Linked DNA regions of Mus musculus: all the other regions are linked to region 3. The links are chromatin contacts, called in public ChIA-PET and HiChIP or PLAC-seq maps. All regions are on one chromosome and are shown on one strand. The core of a region is the stretch at or near the end of the contact, and the rest is flanking DNA. Distances in the headings are between cores, read along the strand shown. Region 1 holds the start of Degs2 (delta(4)-desaturase, sphingolipid 2). Region 2 overlaps Gm33682 (a long non-coding RNA gene). Region 3 holds the start of Setd3 (SET domain containing 3). Region 4 holds the start of Slc25a47 (solute carrier family 25, member 47).

The links. ChIA-PET counts read pairs in DNA pulled down with a chosen protein or histone mark. HiChIP or PLAC-seq counts read pairs in DNA pulled down with a chosen protein or histone mark.
Region 1: an HNF4G HiChIP or PLAC-seq map of pancreatic cancer cells shows a contact between it and region 3. The contact joins the promoter of Degs2 here to the promoter of Setd3 in region 3. A contact is called at or near these places in 2 of 39 promoter capture datasets (both in liver), 1 of 115 datasets of contacts at active chromatin or transcription factors (pancreatic cancer cells) and 1 of 9 other capture datasets (liver).
Region 2: a contact with region 3 is called in an RNA polymerase II ChIA-PET map of memory CD8 T cells, with 55 read pairs. The contact joins the enhancer-like site here to the promoter of Setd3 in region 3. A contact is called at or near these places in 3 of 39 promoter capture datasets (the C10 cell line, neutrophils and pre-B cells), 3 of 484 Hi-C or Micro-C datasets (the G1E-ER4 cell line, LSK cells and neutrophils), 5 of 115 datasets of contacts at active chromatin or transcription factors (bone marrow-derived dendritic cells, bone marrow-derived macrophages, effector CD8 T cells and 2 more) and 1 of 9 other capture datasets (liver).
Region 4: a contact with region 3 is called in an H3K4me3 HiChIP or PLAC-seq map of bone marrow-derived macrophages, with 6 times the contacts expected there. The contact joins the promoter of Slc25a47 here to the promoter of Setd3 in region 3. A contact is called at or near these places in 4 of 39 promoter capture datasets (liver, neutrophils and pre-B cells) and 1 of 115 datasets of contacts at active chromatin or transcription factors (bone marrow-derived macrophages).

The regions. Positions count from the first base shown.
Region 1 is chr12:108,701,013-108,703,712 of GRCm38.p6, forward strand. It overlaps Degs2 (delta(4)-desaturase, sphingolipid 2), which reads right to left and starts at 1,294. Exons shown (of 3, transcript NM_027299.5): 1 at 1,149-1,294. The coding sequence starts at 1,230. It overlaps Gm40572 (a long non-coding RNA gene), which reads right to left. Exons shown (of 4, transcript XR_872978.2): 4 at 2,512-2,700.
Region 2 is chr12:108,762,312-108,765,011 of GRCm38.p6, forward strand. Gm33682 (a long non-coding RNA gene) reads right to left here. Exons shown (of 2, transcript XR_381914.3): 1 at 450-2,700. Among named protein-coding and RNA genes, the nearest start is that of Gm33682, 3.7 kb to the right of the region's middle. Within about 2 kb of position 1,405, at least 84 of the 459 cell types and tissues checked have an H3K27ac peak or open chromatin away from gene starts, as enhancers often do. A contact at or near this core is called in the G1E-ER4 cell line, memory CD8 T cells, neutrophils and 1 more, where this site is marked.
Region 3 is chr12:108,177,975-108,180,674 of GRCm38.p6, forward strand. It overlaps Setd3 (SET domain containing 3), which reads right to left and starts at 1,310. Exons shown (of 13, transcript NM_028262.3): 1 at 1,179-1,310. Ccnk (cyclin K) reads left to right here and starts at 1,764. Exons shown (of 12, transcript NM_009832.2): 1 at 1,764-1,906.
Region 4 is chr12:108,849,806-108,852,505 of GRCm38.p6, forward strand. It overlaps Slc25a47 (solute carrier family 25, member 47), which reads left to right and starts at 1,324. Exons shown (of 6, transcript NM_001012310.2): 1 at 1,324-1,402. The coding sequence starts at 1,375.

The DNA of each region.
Region 1 (2,700 bases), core at 44-2,543, 520 kb after region 3:
TACCCGCTCCCATCCCTCAGGAAGCCTACCTCATCCTCTTAGCAATGTACCAGGCAATGTAGAATGTGACCACATTTGGCAGGTCCCTCCCTCCCCCCCCCCACCTCTGTGTGTGTGTGTGTGTGTGTGTGTGTGTGTGTGTGTGTGTGTGTGTGTGTGCGCGCGCACCCGCACATGCAGACACACACAGGTGTGGTCTTTCTGGATCCCATGAGCACGTGTCCCTGTCCCTGTCCACAGGTCTTCCCTACCTAATGCCAGGTGCCCAGAGAATTCAGAAAGGGAAACTGGAGAGACAGGGGAGAAGCTGAGGAGGCCCCTGCTCCAGCCTCAGCACCCTCAGGCACCTGCTCTCCTCCTGTGGCACAGGAAGGGGAACCAAGGTCCCTTCTGCTGTGCCTGGTAAGTTCACAAGAGTAGGGAGGATGCCTAACCCAGACATGTGGGAGACAACCACAAGAACAAACCCACAGAACAGTTTCTAGGTCCTGAGCCCTCAATTGCAGCTGCAGCAGCAGCTCAGGCACAAACTGAATTTGAAAGATGTAAAAGTCACAGGGAAGCTTGCACAGTTTAGGGGCCGGTCAGGAAGATGTCAAAAAAGTGAAAGCTCCAAGAACAGACCTATCAGTTCAAGACCTGGCCAACGACAACCTGGAGACCAGGAGACCAGCCCGGATGCCGCTGGCAACTAAAACTGAAGGTGGCCGTTGAATAAATGCGAGTTAAACTTACTCGAATTAAACCCACAGGAAACAGCATTGCTGATCTGATGAAATACAAGCGTTTACAGATGCTCCAGCGCCAAAGGGATGGCTGGAGAGAAGGGAGTGTAGCGTCCTCCAGCGCGCAGCGGGGTATCCGCATGACAGTGCCCACCCTGGGACCTCGGAGAGATCCACCGCAGGAAAGCTACTATCCTCCGGTGGGATCTTCGGGGTCTCCCGCGTCCCCAAGGAAAAAGGCATATCCTGCTTCCTGAGCAGGGTCTGCACACAGCAGGCGCATACTAGCTGCAGGCGAAGAACCCGCGGGGCGCGCTGGCCCACCACCACACCACCCCTGACCCCCGTGCGCACTGTCCCCCGCCCATATCCTATTCACCCCATTGTGGCTACTGTGTCCCAGCTAGATTCGCGCGCGCTCACCGAGCATCTCCTTGCGCCTCTGGGTGTGCGGCTGGTCGCTGTAGACCCACTCGAAGTCGCTGCGGGCCGCGCTATTACCCATGGTGGGGACGTTGGAGCCCTAGCGAGCTCTCCGCTGCGCAGTGTTCACCTGTCACAGCATACCTAGGTGTCGCGGGCGGGGACCTAGGGACCCGGGCGGGGCCGGGGGCAAGGGGCGGAGTTGAGGCTAAGTCTCCTCGTGGGCGGACCTAGGGGCGGGTCGCGGTGGTCCCCTGGAACCCAAGTGGCCTGGGTTGGGAGATGCGGTCACTCCTGCACCCTGGCAGTCCTGCAGGGGCCGCCAGTAATCTTGGATTCCTGGCGGTGTGGCAAAGCCCCAGGCAACTTGTAGGCGGTGCGCTCCGGTGCACACCTGTCTCCGCGCCAGGGTTGCCTTATCGTGGAGCGCAGTTCACGCTGGGACTCATGGGTGTCTGGGTCTTCTGATTTGGGCGTTCGGGTCCCCACAGGGGAGTAAGTGGGAATGTTGGGGGAGAAGAAGCTGGGAAGAGGGCTATCTGGAGCTTGGGACAGGCAGGCCCCAGCAACGTCTTCCCAGCGTGTCCAGGCAGAGTGACATAAAGACACAACAAAAATGCAGAAGAGTCAAACACGAGGGCTGGAGGTATAGACATGATTCAGGGTGATCTGTGCCATGGCGCAGATTGGTCTTGGAGCAGCTTCTGCACTGGATCTTGTAGGACAAGTAGCTCAATAGCCAGAGAAAGGGGAGGAGATTGATGGTTAGGGGATCCGCAGGTGCAAGGCTTAAGAAGTAAGGCGCCTCGGGCATCCTTTTTTTTTTTTTCTTAATTGGATATTTTATTTATTATTTATTTACATTTCAAATGCTATCCCCTTTCCCCATCCCCCCCAGAAACCCCCTATTCCATGCCCCCTCCTCCTGCTTTTATGAGGGTGTGCCCCCACCTACCCACCCACTTCTGTCTCCCTGCCCTCTCATTCCCCTACACTGGGGCATCGAGCTTCTTAGGGCCAAGGGCCTCTTCTCCCACTGATGCCTGACAAGTCCATCCTCTGCTACATATACAGAGCCCTCCATGTATACTCCTTGGTTGGTGGTTTAGACCCTGGGAGCTCTGGTTGGTTGATATTGTTGTTCTTCCTATGGGATTGCAAACCCCTTCAGCTCCTTCAGTCCTTTCTCTAACTCCCCCATTGGGGACCCCGTGATTAGTCCAATGGTTGGCTTCGAGCAACTGCCTCTGTATATGGCAGGCTCTGGCAGAGCCTCTCAGGAAACAGCTCTATCAGGCTCCTGTCAGCAAGCTCTTGTTGGCATCCACAGTAGTGTCTGGGTTTAGTGACTGTATATGGGATGGATCCTCGGGTGGGGCAGTCTCTGGATGGCCTTTCCTTCAGTCTCTGCTCCACACTTTGTCTCTGTATTTGCTCCAGTGTGTATTTTGTTACCTTCTAAGACATACCGAAGCACCCACACTTTGGTCTCCCTTTGTCTTGAGCTTCATGTGGTCTGTGAATTGTATCTTGGGTATTCTGAGCTTTCAGC
Region 2 (2,700 bases), core at 155-2,654, 580 kb after region 3:
GGAGAGGGAGAGGGAGAGGGAGAGGGAGAGGGAGAGGGAGAGGGAGAGGGAGAGGGAGAGGGAGAGGGAGAGGGAGAGGGAGAGGGAGAGGGAGAGGGAGAGGGAGGAGAGGGAGAGGGAGAGGGAGAGGGAGGAGAAGAAGGAGGAGAAGAAGGAGGAGAAGGAGAAGGAGAAGGAGAAGAACAAGAAGAAGAACAAGAAGAAGAACAAGAAAAAGAACAAGAAGAACAAGAACAAGAACAAAAAGAAGAAGAACAAGAAGAAGAACAACAACAACAACAAGAACAAGAACAAGAAGAAGAACAAGAAGAACAAGAGCAAGAAGAAGAAGAACAAGAACAAGAAGAAGAACAAGAAGAAGAACAAGAAGAAGAACAAGAAGAAATAGTATCAGTTGCTGAGGCTTTAGGGAAGTTGTGTATTGGAATGTTGGGAGAATGTCCACTCACCTTTGGTTTCCTTCCAGACAGCTGTTAATCAGTTCTGTTCCGATCTGCCTTCCTCCCAGGGTACTGGGGGAAGCCACTGGGACGTTATCTCATGGCCAGGTTTAGGGGACCTACAATGCCTTTCACCCACCCTCCATGGAACACCAAAGCTTTCTGCATCCCATTTTGGTACCCAAGCCAGGTTGCCAGGGCTCAGTTCTTACTGTGCCTTTGTCTTTAGGCCCAAGGCAGCCTTATTGACCCATCTCTTCATGTACATGCAACCTTTCCCACCCAAGCAGGCAGGGAGAAGCAAGAGGCCCTGCTCAGGACTGCTTCAGGAAGCTAGCTCTGCCGTGCTCTCCCATGAACCATGCAGTAGGTAGAAGAGGCCTGCCACCCACTTCCTGGTTTTGCAGGTCTCTACCATGGTTAGGTGCTCCAGGGGTTGTCCTACTGAACTGGGGCTGTCCTACTAGGCTACTAGGTTCACTTAGCAATATTTGCACTGTGTCCCCTCCTCCAGTGGGCTTCTGTCCCTCCCACATGAAAGCAACTCCTGCTTCACCCCTTATCATCCTTAATCAGGTAGCTTCCTTCTGTGGTCTACACCCTCCATTATCTTGCTGTCCACAGAGGCTCTTTCCATGAAGGGACCCTGGAAATGCTCTTTGGAAAGCAACATGCCGGTCCTTGTAGCTGGGCCCCAGCCAGCCAGCTGCAACCTCTCCCACTTCCCACTTCTGTGGGCTCCCGTGCAGTGTGTGTACCTGTGCACTGCAGTGGTGCGCTCTCTTAGACTGCTGTTCTCGGGGCTGGGGAAGTCTTGGGGGAAGTGACCTGGCCTATTGTTCTATGAGGCCACAGCTGAACTGGTCTCCCCGCCGCGCCACATCTGGGACTGTTTCTCCTGCGCCTAGCTTGGCTCCTGGCACCTATGTATGGTTAGCAGCTGATAAGCACTTTTAACTCTAGACTCAGGGGATGTGCTGCCCTCTTCTGACCTCCTCTGACATCTGCATGCATATGCATACACCCTGGGTTCCTTATGCACTGTCAAGGCTAGGAAAACCGTGACCCAATACATTGACAGATTCTGAATGGCTTAAATTTGGCTTTTTATTCTGTGCAATGAGAGACTGGACTTTAGCTATTACTTCCGAGCTATACCAGGCTCTGGCAAGACACAGATTATAAGTGGCCCTGTCCTTTGGTGCAGAGGATCCTTACAGAAGCAGGCTGGTGAGCTTTGTCCCCAATCCAGGTCCATGAACATCTGGGGGCTCCTACTGCAAGTTACAGGTAAAGCCCACATAGAAACAAGCAGAAAACATACAGGTTAGAGTGTTCTGGGGTATTTTCATGGACATCATAAAGTCCAAACCCAAGGGCAGTGGATTGAACACTAGAGACCAGTGAATTTAGGTCTCCTGTTGACAGCCAGACCTCTTCTTACACCCCTGTGCTTCCTAGAAATGTATTATCACACTCCCCTTGACAACCAGAACTGCCTACTTGCTGGGACTCAGACTTTAGGTCAATTGCCCAAAGCCATGCATGGAGCCCTGTCAGTATGGGCTTGACTGGATTAGGAATCCCTAGAAAGTTGGTGGAGTTCTGTTCTGGGTGTGTCTCTGTCTCCAGGGCAGCCCTGCCCTCAGCACTCAGAGACAGGTCTTCCTTGTATTGCCAGGACTTGAATGCCCCAGTAGTCCTGAGTTCCCAGGGCTGAGTTATACCAGGGCTTTTCTGGCTCTGAGACTTTTGAACTAGAACTGAGGTACGCTACTGGCATCCCAAGTCTTTGCCACCATAATGACAGGGTCAAGGCCCAGCCAAACTCCTCCGTGCTCACCTGCCACTGGAGGCTGAGGTCAGTCCCTATCCTTTCTTTCCAGCTAACAACCTAAGAAGCGCTGAGGGGGCAGATGGGGAAGAAGAGCAGAACTTTCTGCGACCTGCCAGTGGCATAAATAACTGTTTAAAGCGTGGGTCTTTAGCTAGGACACTCTTCTTCTTTTTTTTTTTTTAAAGATTTATTTATTATTATATATTCGTACACTGTAGCTGTCTTCAGATGCACCAGAAGAGGGTGTCAGATCTCAATAATGGGTGGTTGTGAGCCACCATATGGTTGCTGGGATTTGAACTCAGGACCTTCAGAAGAGCAGTCAGTGCTCTTACCCGCTGAGCCATCACGCCAGCCCCTAGGACACTCTTCAGTTACCAGTGAACCTAAGGTGATGCCCCGGCACGCGGCTAGCTCTATTCC
Region 3 (2,700 bases), core at 60-2,559:
CAAACTTTTTAACTTGGGGAGGAAATGTCCTTTTATACTGCTGTATTTTAAGGGTGCGTTCACTTAAAACTCCCCAAGACTATCACTGTTTAAAACTCATTTTAAAAACACCCTCAGCATCGCCTTTGAAAGGGAAATGGGAACAGTATCACATATGAAAAACCCACACTTTCAGTGTCCAAGTCTGGTTTTAGTTTTTGTGTGTTTTTTGAAAGGGTCTCCCTATGTAGCTCTGGCAGGCCTGAAACTCCGGATTCCCTGCCTCAGCCTTCCTGGATGCAGTTCTGTTACATCTATCAGTAAAACCTCAATCTTCTAAGGGTCTGCAAAGGCAAGATGGCTGTCAACATCCTGTTCAAATGTGTTTACTTCGGTAACAACACCGTTTTCGTTTAGAAATGGATTACAGCATGTCCCGAGTCATCTTTACGCGTGCACCCCTCCAGAAACGCACCAACGTCCTCTCCCGACACGACGCGGAGGGGGTGAGGCCCCTCGGCAGCCAGTGGCGCACGTCACTAATCAGCTCCTTCTCCAAGAGTGGCAGGCGGGGAGAAGAGGCAGAGTCGCATGCCCAGGCTGCAGCCGCAAGAAGGAAGAGTTGAAAATCGGAATGGCAAACTCCGAGAGCACGGACCGCTTCTCTCTCGCAGCGCGCTCGTCGCGTGTGGACCTCGGCCAGGGGCGCGTGGGAAGAAACCTGACCTATTTTCTACGCCCGCCTTTGCGAGCGGGCAGTGGAGGACAAGGCGCGGGGGCCGGGCTCCCCGTGGGCAACAGAGAGCTGCAGAGGGGCCTCGGCCCCAAGCCGCGTGCGCCTGCCACCGGAGGAAGGAAACCAAGGCTGCAGCCCGCCGCACGCAGTCCCAGCGCCCCGCGCGCACTCCGGGCCCCGGCCGTACCCGAGGGCGGCGCCCAGGCCGCGCCCAGGCCGCGCCCTGAACCTGCCGCCTGCCCCCGTCCCGGTGGAAGAGGGAAGCTGCAGACGCTCGCCAGTCCCCTCAGGGACCGGGCCTGCCGGGCCTCGGAGCCCACAGCCTCCCAGGCCCTGAGAACTCGGTCGCGGCCGAGCACCGGACCTCGGAGTCCGCACGCTCGGCCTCACCTCCTTAAGGAGCGGTGGAACCCCGTCCCCTCAGCCCGCGGGCCGCACGCGGGTGCTTGCCGTCCGCACTCACCTGCCCGCTTCGTCTTCGCGCAGCGGCGGCGCCACACTCCGGCCGGGACCCCACCGTCCGCCTCAACCAACCCCCAGGCGGCGGCGGCGGCGGTGGCGGCGGCGGCCGGACGGGAGGGGCTGGACGGCAGCCAGAGACAGCCCCGCCGCCTAGGCCCAACCCGGCTCCGCCCGCCCCTGGGCCCCGCCCACGGGCCGCCGCCGCCGTTCATTGGCCCGCACCTAACACGCCTCGGCGCGGCTCCGCCCCGCCGCCCATCCGCCCGCCAGCCAGGGTGCTGATCAGCCATTGGACATCAGCAACCGGGGCGGAGCCGTATCCGAAGACTCGATTGGTTAGATCTCGCGCTGTGATTGAACGACGGGAGCCCTGGCTCCGCCTCCGGGCCGAAGTTCCGTTAACAGGTTCGGTTGCTCCCGAACTCCCTTTCGCCAAGGGGGTGGGGCGATGGGAGGGTGTGTGCGAGTGTTTCCCCTCCCCCTACGGGCCGCAGTCCACAAGGCCGCAGGGTAGGCGGAGCGGCGACTGTTGACTTGTTACTTTTTTTCTTTTTTTTAGCTTTACTTTCTTCTAATTGGTTGACAGGCACCTGACTTTCGCCGCCCCCTCCGGCCGCTTCTTAACGTCCCGAGACGCAGGGAAATGACGTAGTTCCCCGACATTCCACCTCCAAGATGGCTGCTGTCAGGAAGGAGAGACGTCGCTGAGGGTTTTGCCTGAGGCGAGGGGTGAGTATCTAGCTGGCCGCGGGCAGCGCCGCCCACCGTCTGCGCTCCTGGTGGTCCGAGGAGGGTATTTTCCAGCTGCCTGGGTTCTACGGAAGAGTCCGGCTTCCCGGATTCCACCGCCCTCCTTGGAATCCCTGATGCACGTTGAAATTAGCAGGCGACGCGGGGTTGGCGGCGAGGGAGCTTCGGGACAGGGTCGGGTCCTCTGGGGTGCGCCGCTAATGCCTGGAACTGGAAGCTGACCTCGCAGAGGAAAGTGGTTGCGGTTTGGGGGATTCCTAGCCGAGGAATAAAAGGGTGGCGGGGCTTACACGCACAGACCCTGCCTCAGACCGACCCGGTCACCCACGGCTTGTGGATCCCTCTGTTAAGTAGGATTGAGGCTTTGGAAAGTGTTCCGTGACTCTTGAACCACGGAACTCAGGTAGGACCAGGAATGAAAAGGGACTTCCTCGATAAGACTCGTTCTTACCCAGACGTCATCCTCTCCTGAGTGCTTGTTTGCCTCGGTGTTAGGGGAACTGATCTTTATTAAGTTGAGAAATAACATGTATATGTTAATCTGAAAACGTTTAAGCAGTTTAACCTGCCTAATGTATTCTTGGTGGTGTTCTTAACTTTGGACTACCAATAAAACACAGCTTTCCATAAGTCACTCAGTGTTTAAAATCAGTTATCACAGACTGGCTGTCTTCCTACGTAACCCTGGCTGGTGTGTAGCTCTCTCTGTAAACTAGGCTGGCCTCCAGCGCAAAGATATCTTCCTGCCTCTGCCTCCAGAATGCTGGACTTAA
Region 4 (2,700 bases), core at 74-2,573, 670 kb after region 3:
AGTTGCATGCATCAGGAGCCTGGACAGGTGGGCTGCTGTCCAAGAACAATGACACAGTTAGAGGAGTGTCGGTGGACAGTGGCAGCTGGACCTGACTGAGATCATGGAGGACAGACACCAAGATCGGCAGAGAGAGAAAGGTGTCTGGGGTAAACTGGGGTCTTGGGCCCTACTGTTGGGGTGGATGCCCTAACCATTGGCAATATGGGACTGAAGGGGCTCGGTCCTCTTAGGTGGATAGTGTGTTTTAGGTTCCCTCATTATCCGAGGTCCTAGCTTCTTGAGTGTAACATCTGGCTCAGCTTCCTCTCTAGAGCGACAACCCATCGTCTCCCTCTCGACCTTCTGTTAATGAATTTGGCTGGCGATTCTGCAGGAACCCAGCTGGAGCTTGCTCTGTGTGTGCACAGATTTTGTGGGTGCAGAAGCAGAGGTTATAGGGAGCTCAAAGATCTTGTCACAAAGCCAGATGTCACAAAGCCAGATGGCAGTGTCAACTTCCAACCAGATGCTGAGCCATGCCCCTGCACAGGCCAGGATGGACATCGAGGTTGGCCTTGGACAGGATGCTTTCTGGCCTCTTCTGCCCTCTGCCCTCTGCCGTGGCAGCCAGCACTGACGACTTGTCTAAACATAGACAAACTGTCAGGGCGAGGGGTCATCCCTAGTTTGAAACCAGCCTGTTCAAGGCCAGCCTACGGAGAACAGAAAAACAGGTGGACACGTGGCCTCCTGATGCCCTGCCCTGAGGGTCATTCAGACAGAACTGCAGAATGCCCCATGTCAGCATGCCCCTTCCCTTCATTTGGCAGCTCTCTGGCTCGAAGGCCCCCTGTAGGGCTGCAGCCTGCGTCTTTGAGCCCCTGAACTGAACTAGCAGCCGTAGCCATAGAGACAAGGCTGCACTTTCTGCATCGGCTGGCCGCCATCAAATAGATTGGCTCTTAGGTAGTGCCTGCCTCAGGCAAGTCCCCTTTGGGGTTTTGGTGGTTCCATGATGAGAACAGGCTTTTGCTTTCCCTCCCTTTTAGGGCTGGAGGTGACATGTAAAGTGGGGTACATCTCCGAAGGGACCACTGTTTATGCCATCACCATAAGCAGTAGGAAGCCCGGCCTAATCTGAGTCTGGGGATAGAGGCAGACTTAGGTCTGGGAGCTGGCTACCTCCCATGACCTCTCACATGCTTTCCCGATGCTCGGGTCATTGGCACCCCGAACCTTGTGGGGCATGTGAGTGTGGGCATCAAAATAGCCTGTTAAACAGCCCTAGCTCCGCCTCTGCTCACAGGTATTTAAGATCTGCAGGATTTGTAGGAGCCGGCCAGTGTGGCATTGGCAGTAACACCGGAAACCTTCTCATTTTCTGTGCTGTCCATGGATTTTGTTGCTGGGGCCATTGGAGGTATAAGACTTGGATAGAGGGGCGCAGGGGCTGGGGAGGGTTGGGGTGGTGTGCTTGTGTGTGTGTATGTGTGTGGCAGCCCTGTGCAGTCAGGGTTTGAGCAGATCCATGGGCACGGACCACATAGCCTTGAAGATCAGGCAGGAGGCTGAGCCAGTCTAGAGATTCCTGGCTTGGGAGCAGGAACTTGACCCTGTGGGCTGAGATGGCTGGAGTCCTGGGGAGAGACAGAAGGTTCCAGGGAAGAATTGTGTACCCAGGAGTTCTGTTCGCAGGGAGCAGGGGCTAGATGTCAAGCAGGCCCAGCCGGATGGTTCTCTGGCCCACTGAGGCCTACTGCTAACATCTAGCTCCCCTGCGGCTGAAACTGTCTCCCTCAGAGGTGGCTGCCTGCTGGACTCCCTGTGAGCACCATTGATCCTCAGGCTGTGAGGCTACTTTGAGTGAGGCACCCTTGGCCCTGCAGCTATTGTGAAATAGATAGCTGTGGGTGGCTGTTTCTCACTGCTGGGAACAGCCTGGGGGCTAGAAAGGAAAGAGAGTCCCAGCTTCAGCTTCAGGGAGGATGGCTCCTGGCCTTGGCTCTGCTGCCAGGGTCTTGACCTACACCATCCTGAGGCTGGCTGCTCCCCTGAGTGTTGGTGTCACAGGAAGTCACATGGAAGCCACATCCTCCTTATAGCCACAGGAAAGGTCCTAGTCAGGAGAATCCTTGCTCTGTGCTGGGCCTGGGTCCCCGGTCCTAGGGACTTGGACCCAAGCCTGTCCTTGAAGAACTCTAGATCTAGAGGAGGCCATGGAATATGGGGCCTAGCAACAAGGCCATGGGACGCAGACCCTGATCAGCATGTTTCTGGGCGGAGGCACAGAAAGGAGGCCTAAGAGAGGATGGCTTTGAGGGTGGATAGGAGTTGGTAAAGTGTTTAAGAGATGTATCGGAGCCTCCTGTCAGGCACTTGCTTTATATCCTGCCCCTAGGAACTCCCTCTTCTGCTAGCCCATGGGTCTTGCCATCCTTAGGATCTTTTGTTTTTGTTTTTTTTTCGAGACAGGGTTTCTCTGTATAGTCTTGGCTGTCCTGGAACTCACTCTGTAGACCAGGCTGTCCTTGAACTCAGAAATCCGCCTGTCTCTGCCTCCCAAGTGCTAGGATTAAATATCCTTAGGATCTTTACCCTGGGGTAGAAAGCCCAAGCACTTCACTGGCCCCTGAGTTTCTTCAAAGGTTGTGCTGGCTGTATTATGGAGGCCCTGGTTCTAGAAGTAGCAGAGGGGCAAGGAAGGCATCGTAGATCTCC